Linked DNA regions of Mus musculus: regions 2 and 3 are each linked to region 1. Evidence: chromatin contacts called from public HiChIP or PLAC-seq data. All regions are on one chromosome and are shown on one strand. The core of a region is the stretch at or near the end of the contact, and the rest is flanking DNA. Distances in the headings are between cores, read along the strand shown. Region 1 holds the start of Emc8 (ER membrane protein complex subunit 8). Region 2 has its middle 43 kb from the start of Gm32968. Region 3 has its middle 8.2 kb from the start of Gm32968.

What was found. HiChIP or PLAC-seq counts read pairs in DNA pulled down with a chosen protein or histone mark.
Region 2: a contact with region 1 is called in a FOXA1 HiChIP or PLAC-seq map of pancreatic cancer cells. The contact joins the enhancer-like site here to the promoter of Emc8 in region 1. A contact is called at or near these places in 4 of 39 promoter capture datasets (the C10 cell line, hematopoietic stem and progenitor cells, hippocampal neurons and 1 more), 1 of 484 Hi-C or Micro-C datasets (embryonic stem cells) and 11 of 115 datasets of contacts at active chromatin or transcription factors (SST interneurons, astrocytes, double positive thymocytes and 6 more).
Region 3: a contact with region 1 is called in a FOXA1 HiChIP or PLAC-seq map of pancreatic cancer cells. The contact joins the enhancer-like site here to the promoter of Emc8 in region 1. A contact is called at or near these places in 1 of 15 datasets of contacts at CTCF or cohesin (embryonic stem cells), 4 of 115 datasets of contacts at active chromatin or transcription factors (the SCID.adh cell line, astrocytes, forebrain and 1 more) and 2 of 9 other capture datasets (adipose tissue and pancreatic islet).

What each region holds. Positions count from the first base shown.
Region 1 is chr8:120,665,995-120,670,080 of GRCm38.p6, forward strand. It overlaps Emc8 (ER membrane protein complex subunit 8), which reads right to left and starts at 2,093. Exons shown (of 5, transcript NM_010926.6): 1 at 1,763-2,093. The coding sequence starts at 1,984. It overlaps Gm27021 (predicted gene, 27021), which reads right to left and starts at 2,148. Exons shown (of 4, transcript NM_001308449.1): 1 at 1,763-2,148. The coding sequence starts at 1,984. It overlaps Cox4i1 (cytochrome c oxidase subunit 4I1), which reads left to right and starts at 2,231. Exons shown (of 5, transcript NM_009941.3): 1 at 2,231-2,361; 2 at 3,315-3,388. The coding sequence starts at 2,252.
Region 2 is chr8:120,282,787-120,286,872 of GRCm38.p6, forward strand. It overlaps a transcript of Gse1 not described here. Among named protein-coding and RNA genes, the nearest start is that of Gm32968, 43 kb to the right of the region's middle. Within about 2 kb of position 2,410, at least 87 of the 459 cell types and tissues checked have an H3K27ac peak or open chromatin away from gene starts, as enhancers often do. A contact at or near this core is called in double positive thymocytes and pancreatic cancer cells, where this site is marked.
Region 3 is chr8:120,317,385-120,321,470 of GRCm38.p6, forward strand. It overlaps a transcript of Gse1 not described here. Among named protein-coding and RNA genes, the nearest start is that of Gm32968, 8.2 kb to the right of the region's middle. Within about 2 kb of position 2,282, at least 58 of the 459 cell types and tissues checked have an H3K27ac peak or open chromatin away from gene starts, as enhancers often do. A contact at or near this core is called in the SCID.adh cell line and pancreatic cancer cells, where this site is marked.

The DNA.
Region 1 (4,086 bases), core at 843-3,342:
ACTTTGACCAGCTAATTTTCTTAAGGAGGGGAAAAACCAACCAACCAACCAAACACAAAAACTACCTTGTGGGTTTTTTTGTTTTTTTTTTTGTTTTTTTTTCAAGACAGGGTGTCATTAGCACTGGCTGTCCTGGAACTAGCTGTGTGGAACAGGATGGCCTTGAACTTTAAGGCCACTTTGCCTTGGCCCTTGTTTTAGTTTTAAGTTCAGGTCTATAAGTATGGGCATGAGTGCAGTACACACAAGAAGCCGTAAGAGGGAGTCTGGAGACAGAGTTAGTGGTGGTTATAGGTGTCTGACCTAGTTAGGACTGTTCCTCTAGGAGAGCAACCAGTGCTCCAACCACTGAGCCATCTCTCCAGCTCCTCCATCAGCTGGTGCTAGGAGCTCTTCAGCACAGAGCTTGCCAGACCTCTACAAATCCAAGTCTAACTGAGCCCTGGGTTCAATCCACCCCACCAAGTCAGGAGAGAACCTGAGAAGCCTGCCCTACTGTGGAAGGCAGGGCCCAGCCAGGTGCAACTCCCTTGCTAACAGAACAACTTAGACGGTGGCCAGAATCACCCACAGGAACTCTCAAGAGACACTTTAGGCACTAAAAGCACGCTTCTCTTCTGGAACGAAGTATCATCTGCAAACCTTCCTCCTGCTCAGAAAGAATCTAAAAAACATTCAAAATGTGCCCAGTAAACGTGCCGATTTGCCTGTAGGCTCTTGTAGTTTGCTGGAAATTACCTCTGGTGTTTTAATGTAAATTAAATAATGGATGAGCAAGGTGTGGTGGTAGTGCACACCTTTAGACCTAGCCTCAGGAGATGGAGGCAGGCTGGTCTGTGTGTAGGACGCCAGCCTGGTCTACAGAAGAGTCCCAAACTCGGCAAGGCCACAAGAGTGAAACCCTAACCCTCTCCCCCAGAAAACAAAAGAAACAGAAATCAAGGAATGCGAGTCGCGTCGGTAATCCCAGTTCTCAGGAATCTAGAGCAGGAAGTGCTGGGAGTGCCAGGCTAGCATGGGGGGCTACATTCAAAGCAAGTCTCCGATTCAATGCAGTCATTTTGGTGGGAGAGGGGGAGACAGGATTAGCATTCCCTCCTAGGCCAGCTCAGATTTTTAACTTCAGAGCTCATTCTGAGATGTAAATGAGGCTGTGGGGAGACTGGGTGGTTACGGGTCTGATCTGTTTCTCAGGTGCGTCAGGACTGCACCTGAGAGCGCTTCCAAGATGTAGTAAGCAGCGCCTGACCATATCAGTCCAGGGCTTTATAAAGGCAAACCGCAGAGTTAGAATTCCGGGTCTTGCAAATGTCTCTTAAGCAGAGAAACCGAGTTTGATTACAAGCGCAGAAACAGCAGTCCGTATTATAACCTATAATCTTGCTAAAACAGCAAGTCTGGGGCAAAAAAATCGGCAAGTGGACCCACAAAATACAAAAACAAACAAACAAACAAAAAAACCTCTGTAAAACTAGAGATTTACATGCTATAGGCATTTTTTTCTTTGTGGCCTCACAAACACATTAAGTTTAAACTTTAAACGTTACCTATCCCAGATCTCACTAATGTAGACCAGGCTGGCCTCGAACTCTTGCCTCCCCATCTCGAGTGCTGGTTTTAAGGACGTCCACCACACATTCGAGTTTCTCGGTCATCTTACAAAACCTCGAGAGCTCCCCGGGAGCAGCCGCAGCGTCCCGCGAAGGGCGCCCGACTCCGCCCGGCCCGGAACCCCGCGCCGCGGCCTCGACCGCGAGCTTACCAGGGTGAGCGCCACCTCCAGCATGGGCGTCAGAGCCAGCGTGCCGTGGAAGAGCGGGATGCAGTCCACGAAGAGCGTGTGGCTGCCCGCTCCGGGAGGATGCTCCTTGCGCGGCCTCTGCCTCTCGGCCACCAGGAGCCCGTTGACGGCGCAGTGCGGGTACTTGGCGCCGTGGAGCACCATCTTGCAGTAGGCCTGCGTAGTCAGCTTCACGCCGGGCATCGCGACCCACGCACCGCGGTCCTCCGCCACGACCCTCCGCTGCACGCCGTGACGCTCTCGCACCTCCGGCCGCGGCCTCCCGCCTCAGCCGGTCGGCCGGAAAACGTCTGCCGGAAAGCAGCTGCTACCCGCTCGGCCTTTCGCGACAGTTACCGCCCCGCCCCGCCTCGTCCTGCCCCGCCCTGCCCCGAGCCGCGCCGCCCCGCCCCGCCCCGCCCCGCGCTCTGAAACGGACGGGCTTGGGGCGGGGCTTCCCTGATTCCCGCGATGCTTCGCGGCTCCGTCTTGGTCTTCCGGTTGCGGGCCCCGTTCTTCCGGTCGCGAGCACCCCAGGGTGTAGAGGGCGGTCGCGGCGGTCGCCTGGGCAGCGGTGGCAGGTGACGGCCTTGGACGGCGGGTGAGGGTGGCACGGTCGGGGGCCCGAGGACCTGGAGCGCCGGGGCCGGGAGCGGTGCCTCCGAGACGCCCCCGGACCCGGGACTTGAGCGGCTCGGTGACCTTGGGGCGCCCGCTTCCCCGAGCGGGTCTGTTGTCTCGGGTCCCCGCTCCGGCCTGCCGGGCACCGGGCGTTCCCGCTGTGCCAGGCCCGAGGGACAGCGACCTGAGCCCTGACGTCACGCTACGGTTTCTGCCGCCCCGGGCGTTGATTTTTTTTTTCCCGGGCTCGGACGTTCTTTCTCGGGGATCGAATCTCAGGGGTTGTGCTACAGTGAGGCGTGGGGCTCGGGTCGCTGGGGCGGGTGACAGGGTCATCCAGGTCGCCTGCGGGACGCAGGAACGGGAAGCGGGCCAGGGCCTGAGCCTGGGCGGCCTCCTCCCGCTTGCCCTTCGCAGTCTCTGTACAAGTCAATTTTTAAAATAAAACTCAGTCGCAGGAGGTGTGCTACCGTGCTATCTATCTATCTATCTATCTATCTATCTATATATCTAGTTCTAGCAGTTTCAGTCATTTTTGTCTTTCTAGTTAATTTTTTAAGAAGCCGGATTTATAGTCATTGGCCAAAGCCATGTATATTACAGCCCTTGGCTTGATGTAAGGAAGTTCACCCTGTGCCTTCGCATCAGTAATAAAAACCGGATCCTGGGGGCATGCCTCTGGCCTGTAATGCCGGCTCTTACGAGGTAGAGGAAGGTAATAGTGGAAGCTTTCAGGCCAGTCCGTGCCTTAAAAAGTTGATGAAATCATTACCAAAAAAAAAAAAAAAAAACATTTAACATTTCGGGGGATAAGTTGCATTTACTTCCTTAATGTTTTGCCGCAAAAAGACTTTGGCTAAAAGGTGTTTGCTGTCATTGTTAAGAGGTATAAGGGTTTTTTTTTGTCTTTCAGAATGTTGGCTTCCAGAGCGCTGAGCCTGATTGGCAAGAGAGCCATTTCTACTTCGGTGTGCCTTCGAGCACATGGTGAGCAGGACTTTCACTCCCTTCCCTGCCCTTTTCTTTCTCCTCCCTTTGGTTTTTCATGACAGGGTTTCTCTGCATGGCTCTGGCTGCCTTGGAGCGCAGAGACTTAACCTGCCTCTGACTCCCATGTTCTGGGATTAAAGATGTGCACCGCCATGCCCGGCTCAGGACTTTTACTTTCTTTTTCTTTTTTTTTTTTTTTTAAAGATTTACTTATTTATTTTATGTATATGAGTACACACAGTAGCTGTACAGATGGGTGTGAGCTTTCATCTGGTTGTTGGGAATTGAATTTAGGACCTCTGCTCGCTCTGGTCAACCCTGCTCGCTCTGGTAGACCCCGCTCATTCTGGTCCAAAGATTTATTTATTATTATACATAAGTACACTGTAGTTGTCTTCAGACACACCAGAAGAGGGCATCAGATCTCATTACGGGTGGTTGCTGGGATTTGAACTCAGGACCTCTGGAAGAGCAGCCAGTGCTCTTACCTGCTGAGCCATCTCACCAGCCCCCGACTTTTACTTTCAAACAGGCAAACTAAATGTCTTTTTGCCCCTATGTCTCAGGTCCTGTGCTGGGATTTTTTTAACAAAGATGCCTGGTAGCTTGGCCTTACCGGGATTTTAGGGAGAGATGAGAATTTGAACAGGGCGTTTGCCTGCTTGAAGGAGCATGGATAAATCCTATTAGTCTGG
Region 2 (4,086 bases), core at 1,160-3,659, 380 kb before region 1:
GGGCAGAGCTCACAGGCCCAGCTCCTACTGCACAGGGCTGCTTTGTCTCTAACTGATAGCCTGGGGGAGCTAACCAAGTGGTTGCTACCGTCCTCTCTGACTGACATATCCCATCCCAGGCCTGTTACCTCCCATCTCTGGCCCTTTGAGTTTCTACTTCCCACTGCCTAGAGTGCTGTTCCACTGTTCCCAGGGCTGCCACCAAGGCACCGGTGACCACTGTGGGCTGCTGTTGTCCTTTGTCTCTGACGACAAGAGTCCCCTGTGCTAAAGTCAGCACTGTGCACCCTACGTCTGTCTAAAGTGTGGGAAGCGTGCTGGGGCACATTTGTTCAAATGGACAGACAGATGGACATTGGACAGATGGCAGTGGCACCTGGGTGAGTGGAGAAGGGGAGGCTGCTGTTTCCAGTGGGCACAGGAGGAGCTGAGACTGAGTGAGCTGGTACCTGAGGCCTGTCTTGGGACCTAGGGCTTCCTTCTGCCTCTCTGCCCCTCTGCCCCTCTGCCCCTCTGCCCCTCTGCCTCTGCCTGTCTGCTTTTCTCTCTGCCTCTCTTTAACTGCCTTTCTGCCTCTCTCTCTCTGCCTCTCTCTCTCTCTCTCTCTGCCTGCCTCTGCTCCTCTGCCTCTCTCTCTCTGCCTCTGGCTCTTTCTCTGCCTCTCTGCTCTCTCTCTCTGCCTCTCTTCCTCTCTTTCTGCCTCTCTTCCTCTCTGCCTCTGCCCCTCTGCCTCTCTCTCTCTTCTTTGCCTCTCTGCCTCTTTGCCTCTCTCTTTCTCTGCCCCACGCTGCTCCCCTCTACCTCTCTCTCTCTCTCTGTCTCCTTTGCCTCTCTTTCTCTGCCCCCTCTCTCTCTGCCCCCCTCTGCCTCTCTCTGTCTCTCTCTCTGTCTCTCTCTCTCTCTCTCTGCCTCTCTGCCTCCCCCCCAACTTGGCTCAGGTACCCATACCCTGAACTAAACTACCAGCCAAGGACCTGCATGTACTGGGGTTCAGAAGTGTGGGACTGATTGTGGGTCTCCAGCTCGTGGCCTCAGAGCCCTGCCTATGCCTCTCTCCTTGTTCGCCTTGATCTTGGAGGAGGCTCAGGCATGATGGAGCTGATCCATAGTCTCCGATGGAGACACCCAGACCAGAGCTGTGTGGCAGGTGGCTGTGCACCCAGAGAGGCTCTGTCTGCAGGCTTCTCCAGGGGAGCCTCTCCTCTCACTAGCAGCAGAGACGAAACACCAGCCTGTAGGGTTGTGGGTGAGCATAGCGTCGGAGGCCTGGTGTGGAGCCCTGCAGCTCTCCCTAGCTGAGACCTGGGCTGAGCATAGCTCATCTCCTAAGGAAGCAAGGCAGGAAGGCCTGGACTCTGAGCCTCTGCTGCTGCTGCTCTCCCTCCTCCTCTTCGTCCATCTCCCACCTCTATTCCCCCTCTTCTCCCCTCCCATTTATCTACCCTCCGACTCTATCTCCTCCCATCTCCCCTATTTCCCCATCTCCACCCCCACCCCACCCCCGTCTCTCTGTCTCACCCTCTCCGTGTCTCCTACATCTTTAATGTTTCTGTCTCACTGTCTCCAGATCACCGTTAGCCTCCCTAGCTGTCTCTCTCTGTCTCTTTCTCTCCTCTTCCCTCCTTCCCGCTTCTCCTCCGAGCTCCCGCCTCCCTCTCCGAGCAGCTGTTCCTAATAGACTGTTAATGACAGTACAGTGGGTGGAAGGCAGCATCCTGGGGGAGCCGCCATGATCTGTGTAATTGGTCTCAAAGGAGACAGAAGTGTCTAATATTTACACACCAGCATTAGTCCTTCGGGAACCTCATCTTGGCTGGAACCTTACAGGGAATGCTCCAATGCCATGTCCCATCACCCCATCCCTTGCTCTGAAGGGCTTTAGTTAAGGACCCAGCTTCTCTCTTTGGGTGCAGCATCATTGTCAGGAGTGGTTTGATCTGGTGGCCAGCTGCACAGTGTCCCTTCCAGTTAGAGCCATCGAGGGTATTTGCAGGAGACCCCAAGGAGAGAGTCTGAAGGAGCCAGCTCCCTGGTGAGGTCTGGGTGTCTGAATGCTGCCATGCCCTCTGCCCTCCTCTGCCCATGCAGAGTCAATATAGCCCTTGTTTTGCTTAGCTAGCAGGAGGCACAACTGGGAGATACTGTCTTCCTCAGGCTGTAGGCTAGCTGCCTCCTCGTCGCCAGTGGCTGGCTATACCATACCAAGAGGGACAGAACTGTGTTCATGGCCCCAAGTCTCCCTCCCACAACCTGATCATTTCTCTGGGTGCCAGGGGCTGTAAGCGCCAAAGAACTCCCAGGCATGGAAAGGGTGGGGCCAGAGAGAGGCGGGACCCAGGAAGGACAGAGCTGCAGGAGGCCTCTCCCCTGGGTTCCAAGTGAGAGCCTGCTGCCACTGCCCAGCTACACTCAAGCTTCCTTAATACTACAAACCTTTCCCAACCCCCTCACCCAGTGCTGGCAGTACACTCTACAGTACTTCCTTTGCACGTGTGTTCCAGTTCCAGCTGGGGCAACCACAGAGCACAGGGTGTCTCCAGGCCTCCTGTTGGGCTGGGGAGAGGTGTGTGTGTGTGTGTGTGTGTGTGTGTGTGTGTGTGTGCAGGAGCCCAGAAGCACAGGGTGTCTCCAGGCCTCCTGTTGGGCTGGGCAGGTGTGTGTGTGTGTGTGTGTGTGTGTGTGTGTGTGTGCAGGAGCCCAGAAGCCTATTGAGAGCATAGCAGGCTTCCACCTCCCTTGCTTCCTATGGAAACAGAGCCCTGCCAGCACCTTCCCGTGTCTCTGATCATAAAAACAATACGTGCAGTCTCCCGTCGGCTTTATAATTCAGCGTGCTCCCGTGTGTGGGGCTGGCATTTGTAAGAGCAGCTGTAAGTGGGGTTTTTCTTTCTTCCTTTTTTTTTTGTCTCCCCTCTATGACAGCCTTATTGAGATATAACTCGCAGATCACGCAAGCCACCCACTCGGTGTATTCAATGGTTGAGAATTGAACACACACAACATGGTGTGCCCATCACCAGCTTAATTCGAGAACATTCCCACTGCCCTCCAGAACCCAACCAATCCTGTCTCCTGCGTGACTGGTCCCCCATCCTTCCCTCCCCAGCCCTGGCAGCCGTAGCCCTCTGTCTGCCTCTGATGTTACCTGCTCTAGGCAGTCCTTGTCGGGGCCATCACACTCTGTGTGTGTGTGTGCGTGTGTGTCCCTCATGTCTGGCTTCTGCCACTGAACGTCAGGTATCCAGGTGTCACCCATGTGGAAGTTCCATTCATCGTGGCTGAATAGAATTCCTCGGTGTGACCTGCTCAGTTTGCTTTTCCACCGAGCCTGTTGGGGGTGGGGCAGCGTTTCATGTGGGCTTTTGTGAGTGGCATGGCTGTGAGCTGCCGACATAGACTTGTGTGTGTGTATGTATATATGTATGTATGTATGTATGTATATATGCAGGCATGTTTCCTTCTCTCTGACACACACATGGAATATGTCACAGCTGCCCAGTCTAGCCATCCTAGGCCCTTGCGGTTGTCCTTCTGAAGAGCCACACAGCCTGTCACTTCAGGGAAGGACACTTGCCTGTTTTGTCTGCCATCACCTTTCAGCCACCAGTATGACACTGACAACGGAATGGGTACTCAGGAGATACGGGGTGAGTGGCCCAGCCTGTGGTCAGCCTCACGACCCCCTACACAGCAAGGTCGGCTTCTGCTGGTCGTGGCACCTGTCACCTGGGCCAGCAGGAGGCAGATATTTCTGTTCTGTGCCATTGGGCTGGGCAGATGCCAAGGCCTAAAGTTGCCCAGCCAGAGGCAGGAGACAGGCCCTTCAGCACTGGTCTGCCTCTCCAAACACTGATGGGCCAGAGGAGGAGAACCCTGAGAGGGCCTGGGCCTGGTTGGTCTTGTCTTCTGGGAGGTCTGCAGACCTGTACCTAAGACACAGTGGTTGCCTAGTGGGCTGGCTGGCATAGACATTGTCTCATCTCCTCCCTGCCTCCATCCTCCTGGGAGGTGTTCTCACCCCTGTGGCTTCTGTAGGACCCCTACCCTGTCCTCTGGACTCAAAGGCACCAGGTCATGAGACATAGG
Region 3 (4,086 bases), core at 1,032-3,531, 350 kb before region 1:
AGGCTGTGCCTTGGATGTAGGGTGGAAACAGTGGGGCCGGGGCGCCACCTCCCCATCATGGCTCCAGCTAGGAGCAACGAGGTGGCCCATACCCTCCGTGTTGCCCCGAGGCCTGGCTAGCTGCCCTCTCCTCTCCTTGTGGTCTTTGGTTATGGAGTCATTGCCAAGCCTGCTACAGGAATGTTCATGGTTAAACCTCCCAGGTCTAGCCTGAGTTTTGTTTTATGGGCCATTTGGGTCCAGCAAAGTGGTACCCTCCACAGGGAGTGTTTACTCATAACCCGGGCAGCTGGCTGAAGCGGTCTGTACTCTGCCCAGAGGGCTTCAGTGAATTCCTGGGAACAGCGGAAGACCTCAGAATGGGCAGTCTCTGGAAGCCATGGCTCTGGGAACACATGTTTACCTGATATCCACAGATGCGCCCACACTTGTGCCTGCAATGGGGGCCTGCACCCAGAGGTAATGGTGAGGATGGCTTAGAGGGCCGTCTGTCGATGCCGAGGGCATGGGGGAGACACTCCAAAGGAGGTGCTGAGGCACACTCATCTTCTCTTTTGTCCTGTTGGTTCCTATGGGGACAGTGATGTCTAACTGACATCAGTCTCTACCTCTCTGTTACCATCAATGGCATGGAGACACACTTTGTCAGCTAGATTGCCTTCCCAGAATCCATCCTAGGTCAGGGCAGAGAGTCCCCAGGAATGTGATTACCCTTTTATCCTGTGACCCAGGGCCTGGTTTTCAGACCCTGTTGCATGAACCTAAGATTCAGGATGCAGGACCATTCCCTGCCTGCCTTCCCGTCTGGTCTGTTGGGCCAAGCCCACCAGGACCCTGTGCAGACCTCAGAGCTCTGTGGCTCCCAGTCTGGGGAGGTGGGAGGGGTGGGCAGCTGCCCAGCCCGTTCTCCAGAGGAAAGCCGGATAGAGCCGAGATTTCTCTGGGGCAGTTGCCTGCCCACGTGCCCGCTTAGCCCCTGGCAAGGCTGCCATATCATACCTCAGCTGTACTCTTCCAGTTTCCCGTCTGAATGTCCTGTGTTGGGAGGTGGGCTGAGAAGGGAAAGAAGAAATCAAAGAGGAGGAGGAGGGGGAGGAGAAGAAGGGAGGATGGAGGAGGGGGAGGAGGAGGAGAGGGAGGAAAGACTGCTTGAGTGCGCTCTAATCTTCTTCCCAGCCGTTCAGCCTTCAGGAGCCTCCAATTAATCATTATTAATTTAATCCTCAATGACTCAGCCAAGTTCTGACAGAGACCAGCCGAGATTTATCCTACCTGTTCAGGGGATGACCCTAACAGAATTCAGTGGGTCGTCACTGCCCGAGCCAGGCCCCCCTTGGATCCCTCTGTGGGGATTTACCGAGACCCATGGCTTTCAGGGCATCGATGCGTCATCTCCAGTGGCTGAGTCACAAAGTGGCCGGCTGGGTTGCAGGGCTAGCCTGGCGAGGCCTTGCCACTGGAATGGCTGGAATGGGGTCTAGGAGACTGCAGGTTTTCATAGGTGCCCCTAGCCAGTGATACAGAATGGGGGTGGCGGCTCCTCTTAAACCAAACACCTGAGCTCCCCAGGGTCAGTTCTTGGCTTACTCTAGTAGGCGGCAGTCAGTGTTCGCTGCTTTAACAAATAGCTCCCCTTCCCGTGAGCTGTTGTTTCCTGCAGTGAAAATGGTTATATTTTCCAGCCAGGCATGGTGGTGCAGGCCTGTGATTCTAGAACTTGGGAGGCTGTAGTAGGAGGGTCACAAGTCTGAGGTCAGTGTGGGCTACAGAGGTACAGGGTACAGCCTCTAGATTCCATCTGTGTATATGTGTGCATGTACACCACACACACACACACACACACACACACACACACACCCCTACTTCGAACAAAAATGCACGTTTTTGCTGACATTGTGGCCCAGGAAGTGACCCTGGGGCCCTAGCATTGTCCCTCCTGTGTCCCACCTGGCCAGCGATGCAGGAAAACAGGCAGAAGTGACCACTTCTTTATGATGCTGTGTGGCCATGTCAGAAAAAGGAGAGGGATGTGGTATGCACCAGCTGTCTAAGCCCAGCAAGTGCCTAGCAATCAGGACAGGTAGCCAAGTGACCGGAGGCCTACCCTGTAGCCCATGGCCTGTGGCCTTTCCAGCCTCAGGTCCAGTCACACAGAGGTCAGCACACGGCCAGGAAGTGAGTGGGTCCATCTTTGGGTTTCTCTGTTGAGTCACACCCAAGGGTGCTACCAGGGAGCTGCCTGGGTGTGGCTGCCCTCCGGTGGTCAGCCAAGGTGCTGCTCCTGCCTGTCTCCTGCACGAAGCCCTCCCTGCCACCAGAGGGCGCAGGAGTGCCTGTCCTCTGCGCTGACCCTGTCGATTCAATTGTCTGTCTATATGAGCCCCAGACATGAAGTGGCTGTTACTTGACAAAGAGCCTGCCCTGTACCAATGATACCTGGACTTGTTCCTTGGACCTTCACAGCACCCCCACCCGGGTGCCACATCCAGGTTGCTCCCATCTTACAGTTAAGGAAACTGAGGCATCAGAAGGAGCTGGTGCCTTCCAGCAAGGGCCATAGGGCACGTGTGGGAGGAGCTAGCGGGATGGTGGAATACACCTGCAGCTTGTTGCTTTCTGAGGTACCTGGGTGTCGGTCTGGCTGGTTGGAGGTAGGGACACCCATGACATCAGGAGGCCTTCTAGTAAATGTGGGCATCCTCCTATAGCCTATTGCTAAGGGAAGTTTTCTTATCCATTTATTAAGAGTTGAGCCCCGGGCTGAGTAATGGCTCCGTAGTTAAGAGCACTGGCTGCTCTTCCAGAGGACCAGGGTTCAATTACCAGCAACCACATGGCAGCTCACAACTGTCTGTAGCTCCAATTCCAGGAGATCTGGCGCCTTCACAGGTATACATGCAGGCAAACCACCGATGCACATAAAATAAAATAAATAAAATTTAAAAAGACTTGACTCCGCCCCCATGGGACTCCGACCCCATGCTGGGAGTGGTGGGATACAGAAAGGGAAAAAAAACCAAACCCAGACTGGAGTGGGTACCTTTCTCTCTGGTTTGATAAAATGTCCTGCAAAAGCAATGGATGGATGGAAGGAAGGAAGGAAGGAAGGAAGGGAGGGAGGGAGGGAGGGAGGGAGAGAGGGGAGGGAAGGAAGCCAGGCAGGCAGGAAGGAAGTGTTTACTTTTACTCTCAGTTTGACAGGACAATCCAGCATGGAGGTAGGAGCATGAGACCACTGGGCACATGGCATCCAGAGTCAGCAAGCAGACAGAGTCGGATGCTGGTGCTCAGCTCGCCAGCCTGTGGCGTGTTGTGGCCCTCAGTCAGACTGAGTCTCCCCCCCCCCCTCAATAATTAGGTCTAGAAACTTCCTCACAAACGTGATTGGACACTTGTTTCTTAGAGGTGATTCTGATCTGGCCAAGTGACAGTCGAGAGTAACCGTTATGAACACTGAACCCCAAAAATGGTCTTTGAGGGGAAGTTCTCAATGAACATCCCCAAAAGAATATATACTTTTTTTTTAAGATTTTTTATTTATTGATTATATGTAAGTACACTGTAGCTGTCTTCAGACACTCCAGAAGAGGGAGTCAGATCTTGATACGGATGGTTGTGAGCCACCATGTGGTTGCTGGGATTTGAACTCCTGACCTTCGGAAGAGCAGTCGGGTACTCTTACCCACTGAGCCATCTCACCAGCCCAAGAATATATACTTTGCTGAGTTTGTTTACACAAACTCTAATCTAGCTACTTTGGAGGCAGAGGCGAGGAGGCCTGTCTGGACAACTTGGATAGCTTACTGCAACTGTCTCAAAAGAAAGAAAAATTGGGTGGGAGAGATGGCTTGGTGGTTAAGAGCACTGACTGCTCTTCCAGGGGTCCTGAGTTCAACTCCCGACACCCACATGGTGGCTCACAACCATCTTCTGTAACGGGATCCGATGCCCATTTCTGGTGCGTCTACAGCTACAGGGTACTCACATGCATAAAATAAATACATCCTTTAAAAAAAAAGAAAAAATTAAAAATTAAAAAGGACTAGGGATGTAGCTCAGGATATTGTGCCTAGTCTGCATAAGGCC